2 separate regions of the Anas platyrhynchos genome follow, and region 2 is linked to region 1. Evidence: chromatin contacts called from public Hi-C data. All regions are on one chromosome and are shown on one strand. The core of a region is the stretch at or near the end of the contact, and the rest is flanking DNA. Distances in the headings are between cores, read along the strand shown. Region 1 has its middle 78 kb from the start of GATA6. Region 2 has its middle 41 kb from the start of RBBP8.

Region 1 (6,160 bases), core at 2,032-4,531:
GCCTGAACAAAAGCCAGACTATGTTGATCATGTCTTTCACGGAATTCAGTAGGCTCATAAGTATGTCATACATTTATAATTTCCCCCTCCCTCCCCCCCCCCCCCCTTGCTTAACATTTGTAGGCTTGTGCCCAAACTGCTTGGACGTTCATCACAAGAAGCCAAATTTTCTATGAATGTCCATGAAGAATGTCCATATTGCTGACCTGAGAGGCTCTTTCCATGGGCCCAAGCATGGAAGGAGCCTGAAGGGCCCTTTGAAATGATGGCTGTAGCTGTCAGATCTATCTTTTACTGTTATGGCATGTGCCAACTAAACAGGGCTGCCACTGACTTCCATATCTCTCCATATTTTTTGCTTTCTCTTCCAGGCCTTCAGTTGTGTCTTATCATTTCCCTATCTTTGGTCTCCTGAAGTTGTATAATTTATAGTTGACACCTCAATGACATGGAGTGGTGTTGCCACAGAGATATATACACAGAACTGTTTTTGCTTTTGCAAAAAGATGCTTTTGCTGACACAATCATTATACTAACGAAACAGTTCTGATAGTGATCTTCTGTTCTTAATTACATACTTCCAAGTATCAAACGATATTTTGTCAAATGTCTAGTAATCACAATAAGTATAGCTAATTGCCTTTGCTCTGGTTCTTGCCCCAAACTTCCTGCATTAGTAGAATTTATTTATAGAGGCTAAGTAATAAGTGCACTGCACTGATTGAAATGTTGGATGTGTTTCAGTTACTGTTTATGATTTATTATTTCTTCTTTCTTTGTAAATTAGAAACTCTGGAAAGTGTTGGGGGATTCATCTTGATGCAGTTATGATGACATCCTAATGTTCATTGCTCTTCTTATTACGTCTGCATCTGTTGTTCGGTTTAAAAGACCTAGTAGCAGTGATAGGCCCTTTCCAAAACAATGGAGCCAAACACTTTCAAACTATGGAGAAATTTGGTCCAGATCCAGATTTCACAGCTTGGATTTATCTCCATAATGAACCAAACCAACACCCAAGATAGGAACAGCCTTGAACTCAGATCCCAGATAAGGACATGGTGTGTAAACTCTTCTCTTAAAGCTTGGACTCATGATCTTTTCAGAAAGGGGTTTTCCTAATTTTAGATATTACTGCCTATCTCCTCTTTGCAAGTGCTTTTCAGTGGGAGGTTACCACGTCCTCCACGGAGCCAAGCAAACCGCCTTCGTGAGCTAATCAGCTTCAGCACAAAGTCAGCTGAGTTACTTCGAGCTGCTGCAGAAAGCGGGTTGAGCTAAGCCGGTGGCTTTGCTTGGACATGATTTCCATCTGCAGGATTGGGCCCTGCTGGGGAGAGAGTTACCTCCGGTGCTGGAGCAGTGGTTAATGCCTCCTTTCTTCGACTGCTTCAGCCAGACCTGCAAGTACACCTTTGTCTACATCCCTTGGTTATACTTGCAACTGTTCCATCGGCTTACCCCAAAGCAGAATTTCGTCCCGTCTATGATTGACAGGGGACCAATTGACAAAAACCAGTCTATTTGTATCCCTGAGTGTATTTGTATGATTCCTTTGTGGATGCTTTTTACATGAGTCAGCTTCTGCAGAAGGAAAAACACTGGTTTCACCAAGAAAATACAAAGGTTTGTTTCCAATAATACAAAATGTCTCCCCACTTAATTATTTCTGAGGAGCTCAGACATACGAATAAAGGGCCTAATAAGGAGTTGCCTTAGCTGGCGTGTCCCAGGGACTGCTCATTATTTACAATAAAGCGAGTAGGATCAGGATTTGACCTGATGGTATGACTGCTAGCATTCCTGTAAATTCCAGTTGCAATTCCTCTTTCACAAGAAACTTTGCCTTTCCCAAAGAAGCGTGTCTGGTGTTTTATTTTTGTGTTTGGGCAGACTGGCTTGTTGTCTCTGGCTTCACAAGAAATGCCGAGGTGGAACAGACAGAACATCAGCTCTAGGGGAAAAAGAAACGGTCATTGCTTCAGTCTGAGCCTCCTGCCTTTCGTCAGCTAATGTCCTACCTCTGGTGCTTGGTAGAGAGGCATTTTTTCCCACCCACTGAGGCCCTGATGGAAACTAAAGGAAAACAAAATAAATTGTTATATACCTGGTCTGTAGATCATTGTGTCCTTCCACTACTTAGTAAATGTTTCTTTAATTGGCTTAGTTAGCCCCCCTCACCTTTCAGCACTTCAGGAATGACTCTTTGAAGAGAGCCATGTACAGAGATTTAGCTGACATTTAGTGACACTAGGCCCTACAGTCTCCAAAATATGACTGATGTCACTTGTTATGTTCCCTTGGGTCTCTGGGGACAAAGTCACTCTTACCCTGAAGCATGCATTGACAATCTCAAGATAACACTTCTTTGACAGAGGCAGGGGCCCTGTTCCAGGGTCTAATGTAATCTCTAGAAAGTTTCCAATCTGGGCATTGTTTGTTATTTATATTTCATATCTGGGTTCTGTGTTTGCCTTGCGGTGATTTTAGTACGAAAGTTGGTAATAAGAACAAAATCCATACACTTTTCTGCTGGAAGGACGTGCTGAGAGGTCTACGGTCAGATGGAGGAAACCTTGTTCAAGCTGAACAAATTAAAATGGGCCTGGGAAAAGGATCGCTACCTGAGCTCTTATTCTGCAAACAAAGCCACCAGCACTGAGAAGACTGGGGGTAAGGTGTGAATGAAACTGAAACTGACTTTAAATAATTAATCTAGAAAGCCCACTCTTATCTGTAAATACCCATCACGACACCAGGGAAAGAACTGTAAGCAAAAGAGAGAGATTTTTTGGTTTGTTACTTAGCCTCACAGGAAGGGATGGCTTTATTAATTTTGCTTTTACCCATTACTTAATTGTATTTTTTTTTTGCCCAGACACAAATCAGTGGAGATAGGGGAGGGCAGGCTGTTGATACCCCGCTTGCAGGGCTTTGATGCCAACCTCGTCATGGACTTGGCGACAAGAAGACCCATCAAGTGCCATCGAGTGGGCCTGGGGGATGCTGCTGGCTGAGTGGGCATCCCATTGGCATGGACCCGGGCAAAGTGGCAGCATCCCTGCTCCTCTCTGCATCCCCACTCCTCTCTGCATCCTCCAGGATTTCCTCTTTTTCCCTACTGGGGAGGAGAACGGGGGCAAACCCACCGACCTGGGGACAACCCCCAAACTGCCTCACGGTTTGGAGGGCTCGGAAATCGCCGTGGAGAGGGCTCCCCGTGGGACCCCCGGGCATCCCCACGGCGGTGCCCACCCGAGGCGTGGGGGCTGCGGGCACACGAGGGCGCTCGCAGCAGGGCTGAGCCGGCTGTGCGAGGCACGGCTCCTGCCCTCGCTTTTTCTCTAAGCTCACAGTGCTATTTTCTTTTTTTTTTTTTTTTTTTCTCCCCCCTAAAAACGACTTTATTATTATTTTTAAAGAGGAGTGAAATAATAGTTTGTCTCTTGAAGACCAAAGGCTAAACCAACTGATAAAATTCAGCTGCTATCTGGGATAAATGCAGCTGAAACTGCCAAAACAAGCCTGACCTCACTTCCTGCATGTGTGCACCAAAGGTTTTCACCAGGAACTCAGCACTCAGCAGAGCAGGGCTGGCACAGAGGGGAAAGGAGGGTATGTGCAATGAGGAAATGGTATTTCAGCAACTAGCCCATCTTTACTGCTTTAGTGCAGTCTTGTAAATATTAATTTAATCATTGAGGTTAATAATTCATTAGTGGCAGCAAGAACTCGAAGAAGGAACACCAGAGCAGCTTTTTACTCTTTTTTTTTTTTTTTTTTTCCTGCTGTACCTTTGACGAAGCTGCAGATTACCCTTCCTGTGGCCACCCTCTCTGAATGCCATCTCAGCGGGGCTGTACCCGTACAAGTGCTCCCCTGTGGAGGTACGGCTTTGCCCTTTGGCTCAGAAGGAGCAATTAGTACCCTATAACCAACAATCTCTCACCAAAACTCCAGCGAGAAGCCAGAGGTCATTGCGAGCCCATTGCGAGTCCTTGCGCTCTATTCCGGCAAAGAGGTGAATGGAGCAAGCTGGGACGGAGGGAGGGGATGGCATGGAAAAGCAAGTCCTGGAGCAAAGGGGCTGGCTCCCTGCCTCTACCTGAAAAGGAGTTAGGTTGAAATTTGTTCTGTGTTGTAAGGTTTGAAGTTAGCCATGTACAGACGGATAATGTTTCTGGCACAGAAACGCAAGGTATGCCTCAGTCAGGTTCTCTGGGTGATCTGAATTTACAGCTGAGGGCAAAGGCAATGTTAAAGATGGGTTTGGTGCATGCTGCCTGAGGTGTTGAGGTGGGCTGCTGTACGGCAGGGTGTTTGGGCCGTTGCCGTGAAGGGACCACAAAGCACCCTCTTAGCTGACATCGCTCCAGGTGAGTATCAGTCATGCCCTGGTCATGGTAATAAAGGCTTCTGTGTGAACGTGGGCCATTCACACACACCTGCTCCTCGCCCCAGGAGATTTTGGGAAAGATGGGAGCAGCTTATTCATTCCACCTTGCTCTCCATGAATACTTCTCTGCCCCAGGCAGCAACCTGGGCTGCAGGCAAGATAGAGATGCCTGTGCCCTAGCACGTGCTCGGGGTAAGGCCAATGCTACGGAGTATGTTGGGTCGACAGCGTGTGGGCAGACTGAGTGTACTGGTCATGGGGTGGAGGCCTGGGCATGTTACCATAAAGGATCTCAGCCCTCCCCTGCCACTGGAAGAGGCTGGGTGGATTTAGGAAAGTTGGTCACTCATTTAAAGAGTCACACCAGGCATGAAAAGAAACGTGTGTGTATTGGTGATCTTGTAAAAACAAAGGGAATTGGTCCAGATTCACGGTCATTACAGTGTCTCTCCTCTTCACCCTTCCTCTGTGAATTGGTACCCACTGCCCACACAGAACACACAGGCATGTGATGAAGAGTTTTCAGAACAGATTTGAGCGAGGACCTGCCTAAACAGAGTGAAATGAAGCAAGAAGCAGGACATGATGAGTGATATGGTTCACTTAGTCAGAGATGGCCACCTTCCCTATCTTGAATTGCTGAGGCAGAAATCGCATGGCTCAGCTCACACAGGACATCCCTGTTTTTCACCCAAGGACCAGAACTGCAAGGGGAAGGTTGGCTGTGTGTGGATGTACTGGTTGAATATGCAGAAATCACCAGCAGTCTTTCCTAGAGGGTTTTGTAGAATGGCTTTTGCATGAAGGAGTGTCACCTGAAATATAGCAAGGCAAGGTACATAACTGATAAAGGGACACCTAAGGGATCATGATGTTTGTAGCATTTGGCAGCAGCTGGGTTGCAAGAGAGTTCATCAAGGCACTGACATATCAGCCATAGATACCGAAGAGGCAGGCAGGTGTTTCAATACCCTTGTGGCTCGAGGTGTTAACTTCCCAGATAAAGACTCCAACGGTACTTCTGTTACAGAAGCAGCTCATAACCACATAGGACAACTCTGTGTGCCTGATATGAACGTTGTTGTTTTTAATGTGATTGTCCTGGTTGTCTGGTCCCTGCCAGGATGCAAGCAATAACTTTTCATCTCCTTTCCTCCCAGAGTACCCAGGCTCCCTGACTGGGGATGATATTCCACGTGCATAAAACTGGTCATGGGTAGCTGAATGTTCCTCTAGTCTTTGTGTATGTTAGGCCTCTGGGTACACAAGATGGGCAGAAAATCCAGGGAAAGATAATTTAATGGTAGCTTGGAGAAGAAGGATTTCCCACTGCAAAAATAGACTTTTTCCACTAGGAATTCAGGGTTGCCTCTCCCAGAGATGAATGCATAAACTGTGAACATTCTTTCACTTGCCTATTACCACATCAAAGAAGCAATGGGAATGGGTTCCCAGTCTAGCTCAAGGAAATTAAAATACATTCCAGTAAGGTGCCTGTATGTGTATTTTTTTTTTTTATTTTTAAATTGCAGTGTTCCCGCTGTTACTGGGAAGACGCTTCACTTGTAAATAAACAGATTCCCAGCCTTGCTCCACTGCTTTCTATGGACACAACTGCCAGGGGCTGCATTTCTGTCAGAAACACTCCTCTTATTACACTCTGTGGCAGTTTCCTAAGAAATCTGTTACTCATAGCATGTTGATCTAAGAAGGATTCTTCACATTTTCTGGTACACACAGCATATTATTCTTGTACGATTTTGA
Region 2 (6,160 bases), core at 2,380-4,879, 78 kb before region 1:
ACAAATTTTGTTGTATTGTCAGCACTATACATAGGGTGTTTTCCCAAAGTAAGTATGTAGAGAGCACGGCAAGTTTTGATTTTCACACTCTTCCCCTTTGGCTTCTGGTTCTCTTTCTTTCTCTCCTATCCATTCACAATCGGGCAAGGTGCTCTGCTGCTGCCTTTCATTGCTGGGCTCTTGTGCTGCTAGCCACTCTCCAGGACCTGTTCACAAAGAACAGTAAAGCTGTCCAGGACAGCTTTGTGAATCCTATTCCTCCTAAGTAGTTTATGACTTCCCTCAAGCCTGTGGAAATGCTGGTCTGCAGAGACAGCATCCATGGCATGCTGGGATGTCCATTCACTGTGGGAGCCCTGTCATGGTTATTGATGATTCTTTATTTGTAAAATAAAATAATATAAAATAAAATAACATAAAATAAAATCAAATAAAATGAAATAAAATTAAAAATCCATCATAAGGGCAGAAAAAAGATCTACTGGAACAGGGCAGCCCTGCTTGTTCCGCTGACTCACAAACATTTGGTACATATAAACTCAAATTGGTACATAATAAAATCTTCATAACTGAACACTGTGTGAACAAGTATGTTTGGTATTCCTAAAGGCCAGTCTTTTCTTTGAGTTCCTATCCATCAGTCTTTTTGTTTGACTGTGGTCTCTATCAGCAACTAAGAAAATTTTAACCTATTTTGAAACTATCATGCCTTAAAAACAGGACATAACGTGACTCCCTGCTGGGCTAAGCACTCACTGAAGTGAGCAGAGGGTTCAGAAGGTTATAGATACCCTATAAGTGCTAAAAAAGCTTAAAAAAAAAAAAAAAAAGTAAAAAAAAAGTGCAACGTCTTTTATTTCTCATCCACCCCTCTGTAAGTCTGACTACCCTACTACTATTTGAAAATCCCAGCCTGAAGGATTCACAGCCATAAAGCCCAGCACATAACAAGTTGACGTGTTACCCTGCTGCTGTTATTTCTGCGGCTACCTCCCTTTGCGTAAGAGCAATTTGATATATTTTGCATTAAGTTACAGCAAGTTCTGTGTGCCGGGGCTGGGTCCTACTATGCAACACTCAGAAGAATTGTTTGGCTTTAACAAATGCACTGCTGGCACTCATAGCACTGCTGTGAGTATTCTGGAAAGAGACCAGTCATCAGAAAGGATGCCCTTCCCAGAACTGACATGTGGTTTGCACCTTTCTCCTGAGCACTTGCTTGACTCAGTGTTATAAATGACGTAATTCCCTGCTGAGGCTACTAAGGCTGCTTTTCGTCCTCCTCTCTAGCTGTATGCACTGCTGGGACAGAGAGCAAATTCATGGCGAGATGTGATGATACATCACCACAGATGAACACAGAAAGTACAGCCTGCCTGCCCAGTGCATGGTGTGGACGCAGCCATGTGCATAAATGATTCAGCCCCTTCTTTTCCCAATAATAAAAATTTTCTGAATAATGAAAATGTTCCCCAGTAGTTGAAAATTCTACCTTAATGCCAAGACTTCTTGTAATTTAGCTATGGGCACTCTGATGACAATCTGGGCAGAGGAACCCTGTTTTATGTGTTGTGGTGAGGGTTCAGCTGCTGCCTGCCTCTGTAGGCTGGCAAGCAGTAAGTCTGAAAGGAAAAAAATGAGTTAAACTTGCCAACCAGCACCTGATTTCAGCTGGTATGCTAAGCTAAATCAAGGCTATTACAAACAGAGGGACAGAGTATGCATAGTTTCATGTCCCCCTCCCTTCTCTTCCAGATAACGTCCTCACCAGCACATAGAAATTCAGAAATCATAAGCCAAAATCAGAGGAGTGACATAAAAATTTGCTGAAATCAAACAAAAGATCTAGGTTTTCCTTGCCATCTAGCATGCAAACAGATTTCAGTTATTGTTTTGTTACTGTTCTCTACAGTCTCAGGGGATAGAATTATTGGTTTTTATTTCGTTATAGAGCTGAAATTCTCACATGGTCAAATCAAGACATTGCAAGAACCAGAGCTTTAAGGAAAGCACCAAATGTTAGTGAAGCTTGTGATAAAATCGCAAGAACTGGAAACCTTACAGAATCTCAGCCCAGAAGAGAGTTTGACTTAAAAACTGAATAAACGACAAAGGCCTATACCACCTAATGTGTATGAAAAGGTGCAATAATATTGTGAGCCATTTCTGTTCTTTTGTTAGCAATAGAGCCACATAGCAATTTCCGGGACTGTAAAAACATCCTAATAAATTTTCAGTGTTTCCTTGTGTTGGATGAATCACAGAAATGCCGCTAGCCTTGAATAGGTTTAGCATTCAGATCAACTGTTCGAGAGAAATTCAGCCGAATTGGTGCGTAACTAAAAACGGGCTGTAAATCACGGTCACAGACCATACAGGATGGAGGGCTGTTTAACAATTTCACCCACAGTAACTTCCCTTCAGGATGGAAGCATGGCCTTCATCCACAATGGGAAATGAATGTCTCAACCAAAGGGAAGACTGCACCCTCTCGCTGAGCTGGCTGGACGTGGTCAGTGTGTGAGTAAGAGGAGTGTAGGAAACAAGAAGTAACGTTAGGGACCCAGCAGGTCTTTCTGGTGCCACTCATTGACTTTAGCAGCAAAATTGCAGTACGCCATTGCCCCACGCAGGAAGCACAAGGTCTGGCTGTCCTACAACCAGCAGTAATGGGGAGCTTCTACCTCTCATTAAGACTGCCAGTTCACCTGAACTGCCCATCATCAAGTTCCTGTCTGGCAGCAGCTGACCGTGCTCAGGTTGGCACTGAAAATGTGTCCTTGCAACATCTTCAACAGCTGTGGAATGTGCTGGGGCTCTAGCAACAGAAACAAACCCCAGCAGTAATTCAGCTCACTGTTATCAGCAAGGACATACTGGTATAACTGGGATGCCCAGGAGGTCTAATTTGGCTTTGCAGTATTTGAGGCCAGTCTTGGAGGCTCCTTGGGAGAGTTGTCCTTTTTATATAGATGGTAAGAAGAAGATAAATGCTTTTTGGCAAGAACATCACGTCTTCTTGGTACTTCCTTTTAAACACTCTAATGACGCAGGGTGGACTTTGGGAGAAGTTGTAGGTTGAGCCTTTTGCTGTTTCAGCTAAAAAGGGACAATGGTGGGACACAAAGTTCCTGCGGGTGATGGGAATGGGTGGAGGAAGTCCTTCGCTGGGTAAGAGGCAGTCCTTTCCTCCGAGGCCAAAGCGGGAGCGTGTGTCGTGAGGCAGGAAGCAACGCCAGTGGTCATTTGCTTTTCTGAGAGGCCTGCCAGGCCCAGGTCAAGGCAGGCAGAACTGAAGGAGGAAAAACTGCTACAGAGGGATCCAAGAGGAAGGCCAGGAAGGAGGGGACCACAGGTAGGGATGCCAGCTGGAGCAGGCAAGCAGCAGAGGCTTGCCCTGAGGCCTTCTGGTGAGAGAGGGTGGAGGACAAGATGGAGGGGGCAGGCTGCAAGAGACACCGAAATGAAAACAGTGAAAATTGCACTAAGCCGGAAGGACTTTCAAATAACCAGGAAAAAAAAAAAGAAAAAAAAAAAAAAGAAAAAAAAAAAGTATTCCAGGTATTTCATGGGCTGAATGCATGTGTGTCTGTGAATCCTGGCCTCTTTACTCAGCCACCTCCTGCATGCTCCCCACTAGGTGCCAGTATAGGAGCACATCACTCCACAAGCGCACCAACACTGCAAACGGGCTGTGTAGTGAAGACTTTGCAAATATATTTATCTCTATACATACACACACTGCGTTCTGGGTTTACATTACTCTCTGAATATACAATATGCACAGAATTGCCAGTAGCATCTATAGCTATGTCCAGGGGCAGTATTGCAGTTAAATGGTTATACATGGGACACTGGGCTGCCTTGGCCTTCGTGGAGTGCCCACTGCACCTGGGCACTGCGAGCCCCATCAGCCAGAAAACAACTGCACTGCATTGCTACTTATTGCCAGAAAATATGTCTTTGTCATAGTGTGACTTTTACCCAGAAAGCAACAGCCAGATTTGGGTTGTTGATCTTTGGTTTGATTTGGGGATTTTTTTTTTTTTAAATCCATATGGCAACAGGCATAGGTAAATAATTTTGCAAATTGCTTCCATGCTTTAAAGTGTGTGCATTTGCAGTGCAAAGTGGTATATCACTCTGCATGGAGGTGCCTGATAGGTACCTGACAGAGCCTCCAAATTGAGCCACGGGGGAAAAAGAAATCCATGCTTCAGATACTTTTCAAGTCCCTCCAGGAGAAAACTGTCATTACATACCCTGCACAATCCCATATCCGCAGCAGACTCAGGCAGAAAATTAAGGGAACAAACACTGACTAAAGTCATAAAGAGGACAATACTGTGTCACAGACCACCATGGGAACAAGCAGTTCCACGAAGCTCTGGTGCTTGTCAAGTCTTAAATCTTTCCAAAAAGAGGTTAAGTCTCTTGCCTTGGTTTCTCTGCTACCTGTGCCAAAATAAATAGAATGTGCTCAACTCAAGAAAACAAATACTTGAAAATAACGAAAAATCAATAGTACCCTTGTTATTCAGTAGCAGGTATACAGATCTAATCTGACAGACTGTATTGAAAGTGTAAACTGAATGCTCGCAAACATGTATTAGTAATGTCAAGATGAAATGTTAGCTTGAATCTTATCAATTCAGTTTATAGAATAGGGAGGCATTACCAAAGTATAATTTACCTGTTTTAGAAAGAGTTGTTCTCAGTACAGTGAGCGTGTGTTTAGAAACGTTTGGATTTCAGGTACCCTTCTTCATTACCAAGGAGCTTTTAGTATTGCCTCAACCTGTCAGCCTCCCGAGTTGGGAAGAAATATGAATGGCAAACCAATGTGCATGGAGACACTTAAAGGAGTCTTTCATTCTTGGCCTGGTGTCATTATTCCCATGGGCAGAAGACAAAGAAATATACAGCTAAGGAACAATTTCACATAAAAAATACATCCCTTTGTCCAAAAGCCCTGAGATGTGTCATGTTGTTATGGAGCACATACAGGAACTGGCTGTGCCCTTTTGTACACAGCTGGCCTTTAGGCTCCGTGCAGTCTGCAGCCACGGACCCCACTCGTCTGAGGGAACTATGAATTTAACGAGATGCTCAGCTTTCATTTTCCAAATGTGGGTATATTCAGCCCTTTTCCTCAGCAAATGGAAATAGCTAAAGGAAGGTTATATTTTTTCTTTCTTTTTTTCTTTTTCCTTTTTTTTTTTTTTTTTTTTTTTTTTCCCTAGAGTTTTAAAAACAAGAGTAAGATGTAGTCTTCCATGGTTGCAACATGGATGAGGAAGAATGTAGTGTCAGAGGGATGGAGAAAAGTCTTTCCATGGTAAATGCGGTATGCCCTCAGCCCAGGAGGCCTCCAGCAGTGGTCAGTATAATCTGCTTTGTGGGGAAAGTACAGGATGAACACATTTTTACTGCTCCTCTGTTTAAACTGGGGAAATAGCATGCAGGATTGCAAATATTAGAGGAGGAATCTGTCCTATTATTTTTGGAGCAGCATCCTCTCTGAAATGTGTAAGTCATCAGAACAGAATGAATCCAGTGACTCAAGTGCAACTTAGACGAGTATTTTCAGCAAGGGAAAGAAAATGACTCACCAGGAGATTTGGGTTAGGGGGAGTCACGACAAGGGACTGGGCCTTATTTCTGAGTGGAGAACTGAATGTAGGCTGTGTCCTGCATTCTCTTCTTGTTATGGCTGAGACTGGGTCCTCACCTGGAAATAGGTTGCTTAGTATCATATGCCAATGGCGAGAAAGTCAGAGGGAGTTGAATGTGTCATCTACATTTCAGAGGTGGTCCTCTGCTGGTGTTGGCAGCAAGGCAGAGCTCCCAGAGGTCTCCCTAGTGTCTGGGAAATACAGAAATAACTGTGCCATCCCTTGGCATCACACAGGACAGGTCTTCTGTGTCTCCTGGTGAAAGGTGGCCTGGGCCCGTTGGTGCTCTGTTCAACCCAGAGCCAGCACTGCCAACACTTCAACGAGACCCTTTGCTTGCACTGTTTGCTGAGCATCAAAACCAGGTCTTAAACAGGGAAGATGCAGATGACAGGTATGCACATTGCTTCACTGCGGGCACTTCATTTGAGTGGCTAAATCAAGATTGTTGTCCTTGATTAGGGAGGGCTTTTCTCCCAAGGCTC

What was found. A called contact is a pair of places that touch in the nucleus more often than the background predicts.
Region 2: a contact with region 1 is called in a Hi-C map of liver, with 3 times the contacts expected there. The contact joins two enhancer-like sites. A contact is called at or near these places in 2 of 8 Hi-C or Micro-C datasets (liver and skeletal muscle).

The regions. Positions count from the first base shown.
Region 1 is chr2:54,687,867-54,694,026 of IASCAAS_PekinDuck_T2T, reverse strand. No RefSeq gene overlaps it. Among named protein-coding and RNA genes, the nearest start is that of GATA6, 78 kb to the right of the region's middle. Within about 2 kb of position 3,281, at least 4 of the 8 cell types and tissues checked have an H3K27ac peak or open chromatin away from gene starts, as enhancers often do.
Region 2 is chr2:54,766,255-54,772,414 of IASCAAS_PekinDuck_T2T, reverse strand. No RefSeq gene overlaps it. Among named protein-coding and RNA genes, the nearest start is that of RBBP8, 41 kb to the left of the region's middle. Within about 2 kb of position 3,629, at least 3 of the 8 cell types and tissues checked have an H3K27ac peak or open chromatin away from gene starts, as enhancers often do.